Regions from separate parts of the Sus scrofa genome. Here regions 1, 2, 3 and 4 are each linked to region 5. The links are chromatin contacts, called in public Hi-C, HiChIP or PLAC-seq and promoter capture Hi-C maps. All regions are on one chromosome and are shown on one strand. The core of a region is the stretch at or near the end of the contact, and the rest is flanking DNA. Distances in the headings are between cores, read along the strand shown. Region 1 holds the start of TMBIM1 (protein lifeguard 3). Region 2 holds the start of AAMP (angio-associated migratory cell protein). Region 3 holds the start of ZNF142 (zinc finger protein 142). Region 4 holds the start of CTDSP1 (carboxy-terminal domain RNA polymerase II polypeptide A small phosphatase 1). Region 5 holds the start of ZFAND2B (AN1-type zinc finger protein 2B).

What was found. Promoter capture Hi-C pulls out the DNA fragments that hold promoters and counts their contacts. A called contact is a pair of places that touch in the nucleus more often than the background predicts. HiChIP or PLAC-seq counts read pairs in DNA pulled down with a chosen protein or histone mark.
Region 1: a contact with region 5 is called in an H3K27ac HiChIP or PLAC-seq map of alveolar macrophages. The contact joins the promoter of TMBIM1 here to the promoter of ZFAND2B in region 5. A contact is called at or near these places in 1 of 5 promoter capture datasets (fetal liver) and 1 of 2 datasets of contacts at active chromatin or transcription factors (alveolar macrophages).
Region 2: a Hi-C map of liver shows a contact between it and region 5, with 4 times the contacts expected there. The contact joins the promoter of AAMP here to the promoter of ZFAND2B in region 5. A contact is called at or near these places in 1 of 5 promoter capture datasets (fetal liver), 1 of 47 Hi-C or Micro-C datasets (liver) and 1 of 2 datasets of contacts at active chromatin or transcription factors (alveolar macrophages).
Region 3: a contact with region 5 is called in a Hi-C map of liver, with 3 times the contacts expected there. The contact joins the promoter of ZNF142 here to the promoter of ZFAND2B in region 5. A contact is called at or near these places in 1 of 5 promoter capture datasets (liver) and 1 of 47 Hi-C or Micro-C datasets (liver).
Region 4: a contact with region 5 is called in a promoter capture Hi-C map of fetal liver, with 3 times the contacts expected there. The contact joins the promoter of CTDSP1 here to the promoter of ZFAND2B in region 5. A contact is called at or near these places in 2 of 5 promoter capture datasets (fetal liver and liver) and 1 of 2 datasets of contacts at active chromatin or transcription factors (alveolar macrophages).

The regions. Positions count from the first base shown.
Region 1 is chr15:120,363,730-120,366,429 of Sscrofa11.1, forward strand. It overlaps TMBIM1 (protein lifeguard 3), which reads right to left and starts at 1,326. Exons shown (of 12, transcript XM_021076202.1): 1 at 1,206-1,326. All of the region lies in intron 2 of PNKD (probable hydrolase PNKD), which reads left to right.
Region 2 is chr15:120,344,105-120,346,804 of Sscrofa11.1, forward strand. It overlaps AAMP (angio-associated migratory cell protein), which reads right to left and starts at 1,347. Exons shown (of 12, transcript XM_021076200.1): 1 at 1,008-1,347; 2 at 922-1,005; 3 at 311-463. The coding sequence starts at 1,041. PNKD (probable hydrolase PNKD) reads left to right here and starts at 1,437. Exons shown (of 10, transcript XM_021076195.1): 1 at 1,437-1,556; 2 at 2,312-2,480. The coding sequence starts at 1,490.
Region 3 is chr15:120,706,451-120,709,150 of Sscrofa11.1, forward strand. It overlaps ZNF142 (zinc finger protein 142), which reads right to left and starts at 1,293. Exons shown (of 10, transcript XM_021076481.1): 1 at 1,053-1,293; 2 at 636-787. BCS1L (BCS1-like (S. cerevisiae)) reads left to right here and starts at 1,375. Exons shown (of 9, transcript NM_001243676.1): 1 at 1,375-1,422; 2 at 2,379-2,419; 3 at 2,629-2,700. The coding sequence starts at 2,678.
Region 4 is chr15:120,449,238-120,451,937 of Sscrofa11.1, forward strand. CTDSP1 (carboxy-terminal domain RNA polymerase II polypeptide A small phosphatase 1) reads left to right here and starts at 1,412. Exons shown (of 6, transcript XM_021076473.1): 1 at 1,412-1,825. The coding sequence starts at 1,759.
Region 5 is chr15:121,241,761-121,244,460 of Sscrofa11.1, forward strand. ZFAND2B (AN1-type zinc finger protein 2B) reads left to right here and starts at 1,356. Exons shown (of 10, transcript XM_001927706.4): 1 at 1,356-1,456; 2 at 1,589-1,660; 3 at 1,916-2,010; 4 at 2,252-2,383; 5 at 2,500-2,657. The coding sequence starts at 1,606.

The DNA.
Region 1 (2,700 bases), core at 76-2,575, 880 kb before region 5:
ACAGGTGAGGCCCTGAGGTCATAGCACAAGAAGGCAGGAAGTCAGGGCCCTTGACCCTGTGTGGTCCCACTACTTCTTTCTAAGTTATAAACCGGGTCTCTGGGTCCTCATGGTTGGAGAGACCAAGAGAGCAGGCAGGTGAGGAGGAAGTATGGCTGCCCCCTTGCCTCAGACATATTAGCCTCAAGGAAGGGCCTGGCTCTCCTGCCACCACTGGCCAAGCCAAAGGCGCCAGCACTGAAACCAAAGCTCACCAGTGAGATGAATATTTCAGAGCCCCGAGAACTGGACACCCCAGGGACCTTCCATGACATCTGGCTCTGACCCTGGTTCCCAGGCTACCCATCCCTCCCCATCCCATGTCCAGGTTTCTCAGGAGGAACTCCAATCCCTGGATACCACACAGAGGCCACCCTGGCCGGAGAGGGGATGGTGCCCCAGAGAACAGAAGCTGGTGCAGAACCCACAAGATTGGGGCCCAGCTTCCCAGCAGCCCTCCTCTACTTTTCCTGCCACTGTCCCCTGGCTCCACCGTTTTCCCCTCTCTTTTCCTGTTTGTTTTGCTCCAACCCAAAGAGGCCACGAGGAAGATAGTACTTTGTGAACCCAGCTTGGGGGCGGAGGTTAGAAGTGGGCCGGCTGAGGCAAAGTCGTCCTGACAGAGGTGGCGTCTTCCTCACGCCAAGGATGTGGGCTGCTCACGGCTTTCACTTCCACCCGGTTCCCCACGCACTCAAATACTCGGTCACCAGTGGACACCACAGCTGGCACCGGGGGCGGGCAGAGCCAAGCAGAGGCCGGGGCAGGGGCCCTGGGCGGCCTCCCCTCCCCCTCTCACCAGCCCAGGGCCCAGAGAGCCTTTATCCCGCGCACAGCTGGCCACCCTGGGGCTGGCGCGGTGGCCACGCCCTGCGATAGACACGCGCCAAGAAGCGGGGGACAGGACACCCTCAGACCCCGGCCACGATCACCTGTGCGCACAACCCGCAGCTCGGCTCCCCAAGCTAAGCAGGCGTCACTCGCCCGCCCGGGACGCACAGGGAAATCGAAACGCCAAAGGTGAGGGCGACAGAGCCCCACTCCCGCCCTCCACGCACTCCGAGAAAGTTTGGGGCCCCGTCCCAGGGCCGCCTCAGCCCCGGCCCGCTCCCCGCCGGCCCGCGGTGCCCCATTCCCGCCGGTCCCGAGCCCCCTGGCTTGCCTACCGCTCTCGACTGTGCGTTCCCGACCTCCCGGCGTCGCGAGTCCGGCACCACCCGCGCAGGCCTGGGCTGGGCTGGGTCTCCGCGCCCCGCCCCGACGCGCCGGCCCCTGGGGCGTGGCCTCGGGGTGCCGCCAGGGGGCGCTGGGGTCCGCCCCGGGTCCCGCCTGCGTCCTCCCGGGTCGTGCTCCTCCCCGCAAGAACTTTAGAGGTTTCGCATTTTAAGGCAGCATATGATCCTTGTTGGAAATTCAAAACACAAAAATGCATTTTCTTAAAGTATAGTTGATTTTGTTCCACTCCTCCTGAATGCCAGCGGCAAGCGCTTGCATTTTAGTGTTTCTTTGCTTATATAGCTCTGTGTATCACTTGTTTTTCTGGAGTGGGGTCCTATTGCACAATCTTTGTTGCTTATCTTTTATTTCACATTTTATCATGAACATTTTTCTTGTCACTAAGTATTCTTCAGAAGCATAGTTTTAACGCCTCAAAGTATTCTATCACATAGTTATGCCCATTTATAAAATCGGTTTCCTACTTTTAAGGACATTTAAGTTGTTTCCCATTTTCTCATTATTAGACATAAATCATGATGAACATTGTTGACAATTTCATGTTTTTAAGCCAAATGTGCTTTTCAAGTATAAAAACTTCAAATGTCCAAATGTAGAGATGGACGGAACTTAGATTCTCTGGCCCTGGGAACCATGGCATTGCCTGCCTGAAGTTTCTTCAACCAGGAAAGCAGGTGATTTAGGGTCAGAAATCCTGGGATGTGGATAACTTCTCTCAGTGCACAACGTTGGGTTGGGAGCTTTCTCCACCCTCCCAGCCACTAATGGCAGGATGTACTTGGTCGTTCCATGTTGCCGATAAGGAAGTAAGTTCTGGGAAGTTTTGAAACATTGCCGAGTTTACATAGTTCCAAAGTCCATGTTTTTTTTCCATTACGCCAAGGCTTCCAGTAGATGAACAGCTTTATTTAAGGTGCTTTTCTCAGGCTGGTAGCTACAGATCACACTGTCACTAAATGTCATTCACAGCCTGTTGACACTTTTTCTTTTTGAATGGCAGTCGGTGGTGACCTGACAAAACATAGCTAGACAACCAGGACCACCTGAGCATTTCCTGATTCCAAACCCATCAGTAAGCACTTTTCCTTTCTTTCTTTCTCTTTTTCTTTTTTCTTCTTTTTTTTTTTTTTTTTTTTTTGTCTTTTGCCTTTTTAGGGCTGCTCCTGCAGCATATGGAGGTTCCCAGTCTAGGGGTCTAATTGAAGCCAGATCTGAGCTGTTGTCTGTGACCTACACCACAGCTAATGGCAACACGGGATCCTTAACCCACTGAGTGAAGCCAGGGATCAAACCCACAACCTCATGGTTCCTAGTCAGATTCCTTTCCGCTGCACCACGATGGGAACTCCAATAAGCACTTTTCTTTACATTATTATATCCAGGGGCCAGTCCAGTTCTTTTCCAGACCAAGACAAGAAGGAGGAG
Region 2 (2,700 bases), core at 97-2,596, 900 kb before region 5:
TCTAATTCACACTAAAGTAACTTTCACCAATGACAACTGTCGAAAAAAGAAACTAAAACGCAGCGGTGTTGATAAAGATCATACACAGGCAAGCAACAGGGATAGGATTTGAACCCAAGTGTCTCAACTGACTCCAAGAGCCAAGCTCTCCTCCATGCCATCGCACTGCCCCCCTACCCGTGAGCTCCTCCAGGGCAGGGCCAGCATTTTCCCACCTCTGTGTCCCTCATAACGTGCCCTACACAGGGGACGCCTGATGCTCAAGTGCCCACCTGGACCGAGTTTATGACGGACCTCCTCAGGCACCTACCTGAGTGCAATGCAAAGGTGACCTCGCTATCGTCTGGGCCCTCCATGCTGCCGACCACCCCTTCCTGGGGTTCCAGAACCCAGCCCTCCTCATTGCCCTCTTCTTCTTCCTCTTCCTCAAAGTCCACATCTTCCATCTCCTGAGCCAGGTCGTCTGCTTTGGGGAGAGGGTTAAAAGACGAGGCTCGACAGGCGGTAAGTGGGATGCGAAGCGTGGGGAGGCCCGAGGCTGGGGTGGGTCATGTGGCAAGAGAGCAAGGTGAGGTCAGACAGAAGGGGTGAAGAGGCGGCAGGGAGGAGGGGGGGCGTGTGGGACGGAGGACAGGAGAGGTCTGAGGACCTGGGGTTGGCCAGCGACCGTGTGGGAAGGGAGGACCGAGGGGATGATGGGAAGGGGGTGTGTGAGGGGAAGGGCCAGAGGAGGCGTCAGGGGAACCCCCACCCCGGCCAGGCCTGAGAACTAAGTGTGGGGTTGGGGGAGAGAGGAAGGGCGAAGGAGGTCAGTGGGACTGACCGGTGGGGTGGGGGGAGAAGGGGAGGGAGGGGAAGCAAGGGTCAAAGGCCAGGGGTGAGCGCCTCCTGTCCCATGGCCTGAGGATCAGCAGCTCTCACCCGGGTCCGGCGGACCGGGATCCAGTTCTACCACCTCGATAATCTCTTCATCACCATGGAAGCTTAGGGTCTCCAGTGGGGGGTGTCAGCGGCAGCCCCGCTTTCCGATTCAGACTCCATGCGGCGCAAGCGGCGGATCCACTTCTCTGGGCCCAAACGCCTCCCAGAGTCAGCTCTGCGCGACGACGCGGAACTCGAGCCCCTCCTCCCGGGAGGAAGTAGGAGTAGGCGACCACCCGGCAGAGAGAGCGACGGCCTCTCGACCAATAGCGAAGGGGGTGGACTCGCTGAACCACCAATCACAGGGCAGAGTTGGGAGAAGAGCCCGGGGCGTGGTCGGGGGAACCCAAACTCCGCCCGGCCTGACTCCGCCCCCAACAGGAGAGAAACAAGCGAGCGTGCGCGCCTCCGGGGTCTCCTGGGAAGAGTAGTTCTCCTGGGTCCGCTCCGCAGGCTTCTGGGAAATGTAGTTTCTGATCTGTAGGACAGACGGAAGGAGCGGGGGAGGCCCCTTACGCAAACTACAATTCCCGGCGGGGAGCGCGGTGAAGGGGGGTGGGATCTGAACATGGCGGCGGTGGTAGCTGCTACGGCGCTGAAGGGCCGGGGGGCGAGAAATGCCCGCGTCCTCCGGGGTAAGGAGAGGGACCCTGGGGAGGGTAGGACTGCAGGGGATCCCTTTTTTTTCACATCTCGCTCAGTGATAGCGGAAGGTCAGGGTGTTGTTTGCTGCCTGCACCCCTCTGCAGGATCTTAAAGAGTCAGGGGGCTAAAAGATGCTGTCTAGAGGTCACCCACTCCATCCCCTCAGCCTTCCGGTTACACCGTAACTCTGGAGTCTTGGAGCGAAAGGGAGCCCCGAGGAAGCCTTCTAGACTCCCGCGTTCTAGATGTTTCACACTCACCGCAGTGCAGAGGAAAGAGCCCTGGGCTTCTGAAGGCTTGGGTTCTAGCCACGGATAATTAGCAGTTTGACCTTGGGCGAAGCAGTTCGTCTCTCGGGGCGTCAGTTTCCTCTTCTATAAAATGAGGGGATGGAGTAGACTACCTTTACGCTCCCTTCCAGTACTAACATTCTGCAGTTTGGAAACCTTTTCTCGGATTTCCTTCATACGCCTCTTGTGAGCCCCACTGCAGTCCTTCACATCCTGCCGTCTGAAATGAAGAACAGCGAAGCTCGCTCTCCTGGCACCGGGGTGATGAGCCCGCAGTGACGTGGAAGTGGCTTTCAAAGGTGCCACCTCGATGGCAATTTTCCCATTTCCCTCTGGACTCTCCCTGGCACTTGTTACTCCAGACCGCAGTCACTCCCCTTCCTCAGATCACAACCACTCCTCCCCGGGATTCCTTCTCATCCTCTCTCACTGACTTTCCTTGCCTCCATCCACAGGGATTCTCTCAGGAGCCACAGCTAACAAGGCTTCCCAGAACAGGACCCGGGCACTGCAAAGCCAGAGCTCCCCAGAGTGCAAGGAGGAGCCTGAACCCCTACCCCCTGAGCTGGAATACATTCCCAGAAAGAGGGGCAAGAACCCCATGAAAGCTGTGGGACTAGCCTGGTGAGTTTTAACCCTTTGCCCACCAATGGGGAGTGGCACCAGGGGAGGGTGGGACCCAGAAACTTCTCCAAGTTTCAGGTGGTGAGCTGAATCCAAGGTTGTGGAGACAGAATTGCTGGATGTGAGCATGGGCCTCTCAGAGGACTGGGGCAGGGGAGGTGGGAAAGTATGTGGAATTGGAGAGACAAGTAGGTTTTGTGTGGCGTAAATTGAGCTAATT
Region 3 (2,700 bases), core at 43-2,542, 540 kb before region 5:
TGATTCCTTACGTATAAAGTAGCACACCTGCAGAAATTTCTAGCTCATTGACTACGGCCTCATGTTGAACACTGGGACCCATCTGAGAAATGAATGTCAACTAAATTGCATGTCCTCTTACACATGGGTAAAATCAGTTGAAGCGGAGTAATGAGTAATCAGTAAGACTGACAATAAGAACAATAAGATGGTAATCACTTTATGAAACTGAGTCATGGAGGTCGAGCAAGGGCCTAGGGCTAGGAAACCAGGTTACAGGTGAGAATTCTGCAACTCAAAGCCCGATCACCCAAATTCAGAAGCTGGTGGGGCAGTGCACTTCTGCCCTCAAGGGATTCTCTGGAAACCACAACCTCCACTTACTGAATATCAGGAATCTTCCAGCATGGGTGGTGTATTTGCCTTAGAGGGGGAGCCAAGGAGGAGGTAGTCTCGACTGAGACCCTTCTGCCGCTGGAAGGCGGAGTGAAGTGGGACACCGACGGGCACAAGAGAAGAAATGACCTTCTTTGGGGCAGAGGCGCTGAGTTAAAGAAATGACAAATCAGAGCAGAGAGAAGGCCCGAGGAAAGGATGAGACCCGGCCTGGGGACCAAGGAACCCGGGTTTCCACTTGCCTGTGGGCTCTGACTCACCGCGTGGTCTTTGGGAGATGCAATCACTTCGCTTCTCTGGGCCTCAGCTTTCCTATCTGTAAAGTGGAGGCGATGACAGCGTCCACATCATTGGGCGGGAGCGGGAGTCACAAGAGCTGGCAAACGGGAAAGCCGTTTTGTAACCTGCAAGGCTTAGGATGGAGCATCATCAAGATTATGGTCCTGAGGAGAGGCAGCGAGTAACCAGGCGGGGTCCACAGCAGTGACGCGACGGAGGCACTGGGGCGGCTGATGGGATGCCCCGGGGTCCCGCTCGTCGGCGCGCTCCCTTCAGCACTTCTCCGGAGCGTTCCCACTGCCCAGGCCCACCTTCATCCTGGGGCTCGAGAAACTTTTGCCTCTGGCCCGCTCCGCCTGCTCTCCCGATTAGTTCCCGCCCCGCCCTCGCTCGCTTACCTCCCGGCCCCGGGCGGGCGGGAGCCGCATCTCTATGGTTGACCGGCAGCTGGCCTCCCGGGACTCCTTTTGTGCGACCGCCTCCGGCCCAGCCGCCTCTAGGACCTGGGGCACTGGAGGCCGCTCTCTCTTCTCCTGTGCGGCTGGCGGAGTACTCTATGATTCTCTCTATCCTTCCCCCCTTCAGCTCTCCAACGCTCGGCCGCGAAGCCCCAGGAGTACCATCGAGAGTTGTGGGCAGAGTGGCCTGGCCCTCTTGGTGGGTGTGGCGGGAAGTAGGGGAAATAACTCAGGGGGCGGGGCCTGGAGGCGCTTCCCCCAAGAGCGCGGAGGTGAAACCATCGAGAGGGAGGGCCAGAGAGTCATGGCGGTAAGGGGGCGGAGTGACCTATTACTCCAAACCACGCTGCTGGCGGCGCGAGCTGGGGTGTAGTGGGGTTCCGGAGGGGACTTCTGGGCGTCCACAAGGACCGGGGGCAGGACGGCTTTGTGGCCTTCCGTGCATAGGAATTGGGGGAATTCTGGATCCTATTCTGAGCCTCACCCGAGGTCACTGCTGTCTATTCACCGCCCTGCGTGTCAGGCGCAGAGCCAAGTGGCAGGGGTCGAGGGAGGTGTGCTAGAAACGATTTGACCTCCTACCCTTCGGGATCTGACAGTCTAGAATCAGACCTGGGTACATTTTATTGGGGAGAATTCAGGAAAATCTCCATGGAGGAAGTAGCAGATGGGTAGGACTTCACCTGGAGATGAGGGAAGGAAGAAATTAGAATGAACCTTTTTGAGTCAGGAGAACTGCTTGGGCAAGGAGGAATGGCATTGTTTGCATATTTGTTAAACGGAGTATTAGGAGCTAAGCCGTAAAGGTGGATGGTGCCCTGTTGTGGAGGCAGAGGAGTTTTTACCTAATTCAGGGCCCTGTTGAGAGCCAGCTATCGGAGGAGTAGGGAAAGTAATGGGATTGAAGCAGATCCTTCTGAAGAAAGATCTGGGCCCTTGTATTGCAGCTTGGTGAAGCAGAACGTGGAGACCTTTAAGATGCCATTTCAAGAACTAAAGTTAATTTTAAAGAGACAGTTTAGGTGGGAGGTAATGAGGGGCCAAACAGGACATTAGGAGTTGAGCATGTAAAAGAGAGGGCATTTGAAGGACATGACTCATGATAACAAGGCAGGTGGTTACTGACAGGTTGACCGAAGAGAGTAGCTTCTTTGTCCCCCACTAACTCTGGCTAGCGGGACCCTTTCTATATTAGCTGGTCACAGGGACCACAAATTTCTGTCCATCCATTACCCTGATGTGAAGCCAGTTATATTGTTCTCTCAGGTTTAAGGAATCTCCAGACCGAGACATCTGGTGGGAAACAGGTACGAACAGGATAATGAGCGGCAAAATGGGATGCATGGCCTGGAATCCCATCCCGCAAAGGGAGCATATCGAAGCACAGAGTAATGCTGACCTGTCCTTCCTGCTCCCAGCTTCTGCAGGGGGTGAGGTGGGTTGGGGAGGAATTTCAGAGTCCAGTTGCTAAACTAATCTTGTGCTTCATCCCATCTCTGCTGTTCCCCACCCCCAGGTCTTGAAAATGCCTCAGGGCTTGTAAGGTTCAGTGTTTTCCTTTCAAGATGCCCTTCTCAGACTTTGTTCT
Region 4 (2,700 bases), core at 162-2,661, 790 kb before region 5:
CGTCTTCTTCGCCCTGGTCCCCAAGCCCGAAGCTGGCACGTCTCCGGGCGAGCGCCGCTCCCCTCGTGTCCTGCCCCTCGCGCGGGGCCTCTGCCCCCTCCGCACCCCCCTTCTCCGGGCCTGGAGGACGTGCGCCGCGCTCGCACCCCGCGGCCGGACGGGACAGGACGCGCCCGCCCTGCCCCGCCCCGCCCCGCGGCCCGCGGGGGAAGGAAGTGCTGAGGCGTGTTTGTCAAGGCTTGGCGATATTAGTATTTTTAAAATGTGAACAAAAAGTAATAACGACAAATGCAAGGATCTTAATAAACAAGAAAAGAAAGAAAGAAAGAAAAAGAAAGAAAGAAAGAAAGAAAGAAAGAAAGAAAGAAAGAAAGAAAGAAAGAAAGAAAGAAAGAAAGAAAGAAAGAAAGAAAGAAGATAGACCACCCTCAGACCTAACCACGCACCACACGGGAGTTTCCTTTGTAAAGAATCTGCGTGGAAACGCTGGCCCCGCGCCTGCCGGTCTGTCTGCACAGACCCAGGCGGAACGTGTGTTCAAGGTCCTCCAAACAATTGATGACTGTGATGCCCATAGTCAGGCATTGAGCCTGCAGGGCTTGAGTCCACGGTTGACCAATGCGTGGGGGCCGCCGTCCGATTTTCCCCTTCCTCAATAGTCACAGAGTGGCCGGCTGGGGAGTAGAGGACCTAGGAAGGCCTCTTGGAGAGAGTGTCATTTCCTCTTCGAGGTCCGTGGGATTTGGCTATGCGGAGAGGGAGGAAGTGCATTTCACGTAGAGGGAACAGCACGCACAAAGGCCCTGAAGCGCGTGGAGGCGCTTGGCTCCGGGCGGGAAAGTCAGGTAGCTGGAGTGCGCACGGGGAGTGGACGTGGCGGGGCGGCTGAGGGAATCCCGGGGCAGGCAGTTGGCATTTTCACGCCCTACAGCTCTGGGTTTAGGGGAAGGAGCCAGAGACTGCGGTGAGTCGCGGTCACAGCCCAGTTAAGAGCTTAACTGTGTGGATCTGCACAGCCGTCTGAAGGTAGCAAAGAGCCTTTACACGCTCACGACATCCCTGCGAAATAAGCCTTACGACCGTCGGAGAGAAGACCCACTTTATAGACCAGATGGTGTAATTCCCATTTCCCAGAAGAGGAAACCGAGAAGCTGTCAGCCCGCGACCCTCGGAGAGTGCAGGGGAGGAGCCGCACCGCCCTAGGGCACTCCTGGGCGTGGGCGATTGGGTAGGCTAGGGTAGGGTAGGGCAGGGCGGGGGCGGGGCCTGGCCCCCGGCAGCCAAGAGTCGGGGAACTGTGGGCCGGCTGCCGGTCCTGCCACGCAGCCGCAGAGGCTTGGCCCCGCGGGCGGGCGGGAGGCAGGAAGGGAGGCGACGCCCCCTGGAGCGCGGCAGGAACCCGGCCGGGCCCGCCTCCCAGCCCGCGGAGCCGCGCCGGCCCCTGAAGTGTTGAAAGCCCGAGCAGAGTCCAGGTCACGCCGAAGCCGTTGCCCTTTTAAGGGGGAGCCTTGAAACGGCGCCCGGGTTCCATGTTTGCATCCGCCTCGCGGGGAGGAAACTCCATGTTGTAACAAAGTTTCCTCCGCGCCCCCTCCCTCCCCCTCCCCCTTAGAACCTGGCTCCCCTCCCCTCCGAAGCTCGCGGGGATCCCTCCCTCCCACCCCTCCCCTCCCCCCCGCGCCCCGATTCCGGCCCGAGCCGGGGGGGAGGCCGGGCGCCCGGGCCAGAGTCCGGCCGGAGCGGAGCGCGCCCGGCCCCATGGACAGCTCGGCCGTCATTACTCAGATCACCAAGGAGGAAGCGCGGAGTCCGCTACGGGGCAAAGGTACTGGGGCGCGCGGAGGGGGCTGCAGCCCGGGCACCGCAGGAAGGAGGGGCCCGGGACCTTCCCGGGCAGCCGCCACCGCCACCCCGGCCGCCCGCCTCGGCGGGGGCCGAAGCTTCCAACCCGAGGGGGAGCGGGATGAGTGTTTGAACTTGCGGAGGCTCTGAGGCGCGGGGCGGGGCCTGGCGCCTTTGGGGCACTCCTGTCTGTTCTAGTCGGGGAAACTGAGGAAGGGGTAGAGAAGGGGAGCCCTCCGGGTCTCCTAGACTGGCTGTGCACCGTGCCGGAGAGTCGCCCCCCCCCCACCCCCGCGTTGGCGCCAATGGGACTGGGAGATGGGGGGGGTAAAAGAGGGCGCCTTCAGGCCACCAGCTGAGACTCCGCCCCCTCTGGGCCGCGGTCTAGTCGGGTGGCGGGAGGGGGCGCGGAGGTGACAGCGGACTGGGGTGGGTTGCATCTCCCGCCAACACACAGCCACGTTCCCCACAAACTTGCGCGCCCCGCGTGGAGGCGCCGAGCCTCTCAGAGGCTCCAGAGAGGGGTAACCACTTCTAAGGGTCCCCAGCGCGCCCGCCGGGAGACCCGAGCGTCGTGACAGTGCACGCGGTGCCCCGGCTTCAGGCCGGTGGGCGCCAGGCCTATGCCCACACTACCGACCCGGGAAGCCGCCCATCTCGGCCGGGCTTCCCAGGGCTGACGGGTCTGAGCTGAGGGGTCTGCTCCTCCCTGTCCGGGTGATGACTTCAGAGGCTAGGAAGATCCTGCCACCTCTGGGGGGCCTCGCACCCCTCAGGGGCAGGGGGCCCGGGTGGAGGGGCGCTTGGAGGGTGGGCGGATCATGGTTGGAGGTCCGTGCGGGGGTGGAGGAGGCGGGG
Region 5 (2,700 bases), core at 106-2,605:
CTATACAGTAGGTCCTTTTTGGTTATCTTTTTTTTTTTTTTTTTTTGTCTTTTTGCCATTTCTTGGGCCACTCCCACGGCATATGGAGGTTCCCAGGCTAGGGGGTCCAATTGGAGCTACAGCTGTGGGCCTACACCACAGCCACAGCCACGATAGATCCGAGCAGTGGCTTCGACTTACATCACAGCTCACGGCAATGCCAGATCCTTAATCCACTAAGCGAGGCCAGGGATGGAACCTGAAACCTCATGGTTCCTAGTCAGATTCGTTTCTGCTGTGCCACGATGGGAACTCCTACTTTTTAATTTTATTGTGACCACACATGGCATGGAGAAGTTCCCAATCGGGGACAGAACCCAGACCACAGCAGTGACCCGAGCCACAGGAGTGACAAGGCTGGGTTCCACTGAGCCACCAGGGAACTCAGATAAATTGGTATTTTAAACTAGTTCTGTAGGTGACTCAGATTTACGTTGATGTCTGAAAACCACACAGTTCCAGGGACTGTGCTGGGTGCTGGGGTCTAACACAATGCAAGGTACTTGGTCCCTAACTTCCCAGTATATTTATTGAGGTGGTGGGGAAGTGAGGGAACAGCTGATCACAGTAAGGTGGTAGGGTGGTGCTAGAACAGAACCAGGGAGACCACAAAAGAGATGAGCTTAGCTCAAACTGGGGAGAATCATAGAAATCGTACAGGAAAGGCATGGAAACTAAACCTGGAGGGAGTTCCCATTGTGTCTCAGTGGGTTAAGAGCCCCACTAGTATCCATAAGGATGCAGGTTGGATCCCTAGCCTTGCTCAGTGGGTTAAGGATCCGGGTTGCCCCAAGCTGTGTGGTAGGTCTCAAATTCGGACCTGGCGTTGCTCTTGGCATAAGCCGGCAGCTGCAGCTCCCATTTGACCCCCTGGACTGGGAACTTCCATAACCCACAGGTGCGCCTTCTCCCACCCCCCAAAAAAGAAAGGAAGAAACTAAACCTGGAGGAGCTACAGCTCTGGAAAGAAAATCTGTACTTCAGAGAAACAGGAAGTCGTCAGCTCGAGTTGAATAAGTACAGCAGTGGCCCTGAACCAAATGGCTATGGGGAAGGTGTAAACAGCAGGTGAAGGACCCAATCGTGAAAGACCCAACCGTGAAAGACCCCAAACTACCCCAGCCCTCCAGAATGTCAAGCGTCCTAGCCTTCGCCGGCCCCTTCTCCCCTAGTGGAGCCAGACCCGCGCCCTGGGTCGCCAACTCATGCCGGGCCACCCACTAGAACGTCCAAGACCAACTATCCAGCTCCCTGCCCGGGGGAGGGAGCCCAGTGGGGCGGGGATCTGCTCTACGGGACGCTCCCCCGCCCCCCGGGAGGCTGAGCTGGTCGTGCCCGCCCTGCGCGATGACGTCAGCACGCCCGCTCGCGCCAGGGGAGGAGTGGGAGCTGCGGCCCGGGAGGTGCTGAGGCTCCGGTAACCCGGGCTGGGCGGGGGAGAGGAAGGGGCGGGACAGGGAGCCCCCCACCTAAGAGTGGGGCTCGCGGTTCGGACCCGGAAGGGGAGCCCGAGAGTTGCTCAGCCTCTCTCTCCTTTCCACCCGAGCAGCCCCGCCCGGCCCGGCGATGGAGTTTCCGGACCTGGGGGCTCACTGTTCGGAGCCGAGCTGTCAGCGCTTGGGTGAGGGGGTGAGGGGCGGAGCCTGCGGGGGGCGGGGCGGGCAGAGGGGCTAGAAACTGCGGAAAGGGTGAGCTCCAGGGCCAGAAGTGCCAGAGGGCGTGGCTCGGAGTTGGGGGCGTGGCTAAGGAGGCTGTGGACTGGGTTGCAGTGCGTTGCCAAGTACCGTAGCGTTTTCCCTCCCCGGGTGGAAGGCTTGAGTGAGCGGGAACGACATCGAGGTCCCGCTGGACCTGCAACCCGACCCACTTCCTGCAGATTTTCTGCCGCTTAAGTGTGACGCCTGCTCGGGCATTTTCTGCGCAGACCATGTGGCCTATGCCCAGCATCACTGTGCATCCGCTTACCAAAAGGTGAGGGGGCGGTCTGAGGGAGAGGGGCGGTCTGAGAGTGAAAGGGGGTGGGGGGGTTGAGGATGCCTACAGAATCTCCTTAATCCCTCTGCCTTCCATTTCCTCTCCTTTCTGAGGCTCAGTGCGGGGAACGTCGTATTTCCTTTTGTATTGATGGGGGGCATATCCAGGTTCTTTCAGGACTGGGGATTTGGCTGCACTGGTAGTAAGCCACAGACTGACTCTTTCTCCCTAACTCTAGGACATCCAGGTACCTGTATGCCCACTTTGTAACGTGCCTGTACCTGTGGCCAGAGGAGAGCCCCCTGACCGTGCTGTTGGGGAGCACATTGACCGAGACTGTCGCTCTGATCCAGCTCAGCAAAAACGTAAGGTAAGTGTTGGAGGGTCAGCTGGGCCTACAGATGCCTAGAAACTTGAACGACTCTTAGGATGGGGTTGAAGGAGGATCAGAGTCTCAGCATAGACAATCCTTCCTACCCACCTCAGATCTTCACCAATAGATGTGAACGCTCTGGCTGCCGGCAGCGGGAAATGATGAAACTGACCTGTGAACGCTGTGGCCGAAACTTTTGCATCAAGCACCGTCACCCACTGGACCATGATTGCTCTGGGGAGGGGCACGGGCACCCAACTAGTAGGGCAGGGTAATCGCAACTGAGTCTTCTCTGCCTGCCTTTGGTCTGGGAA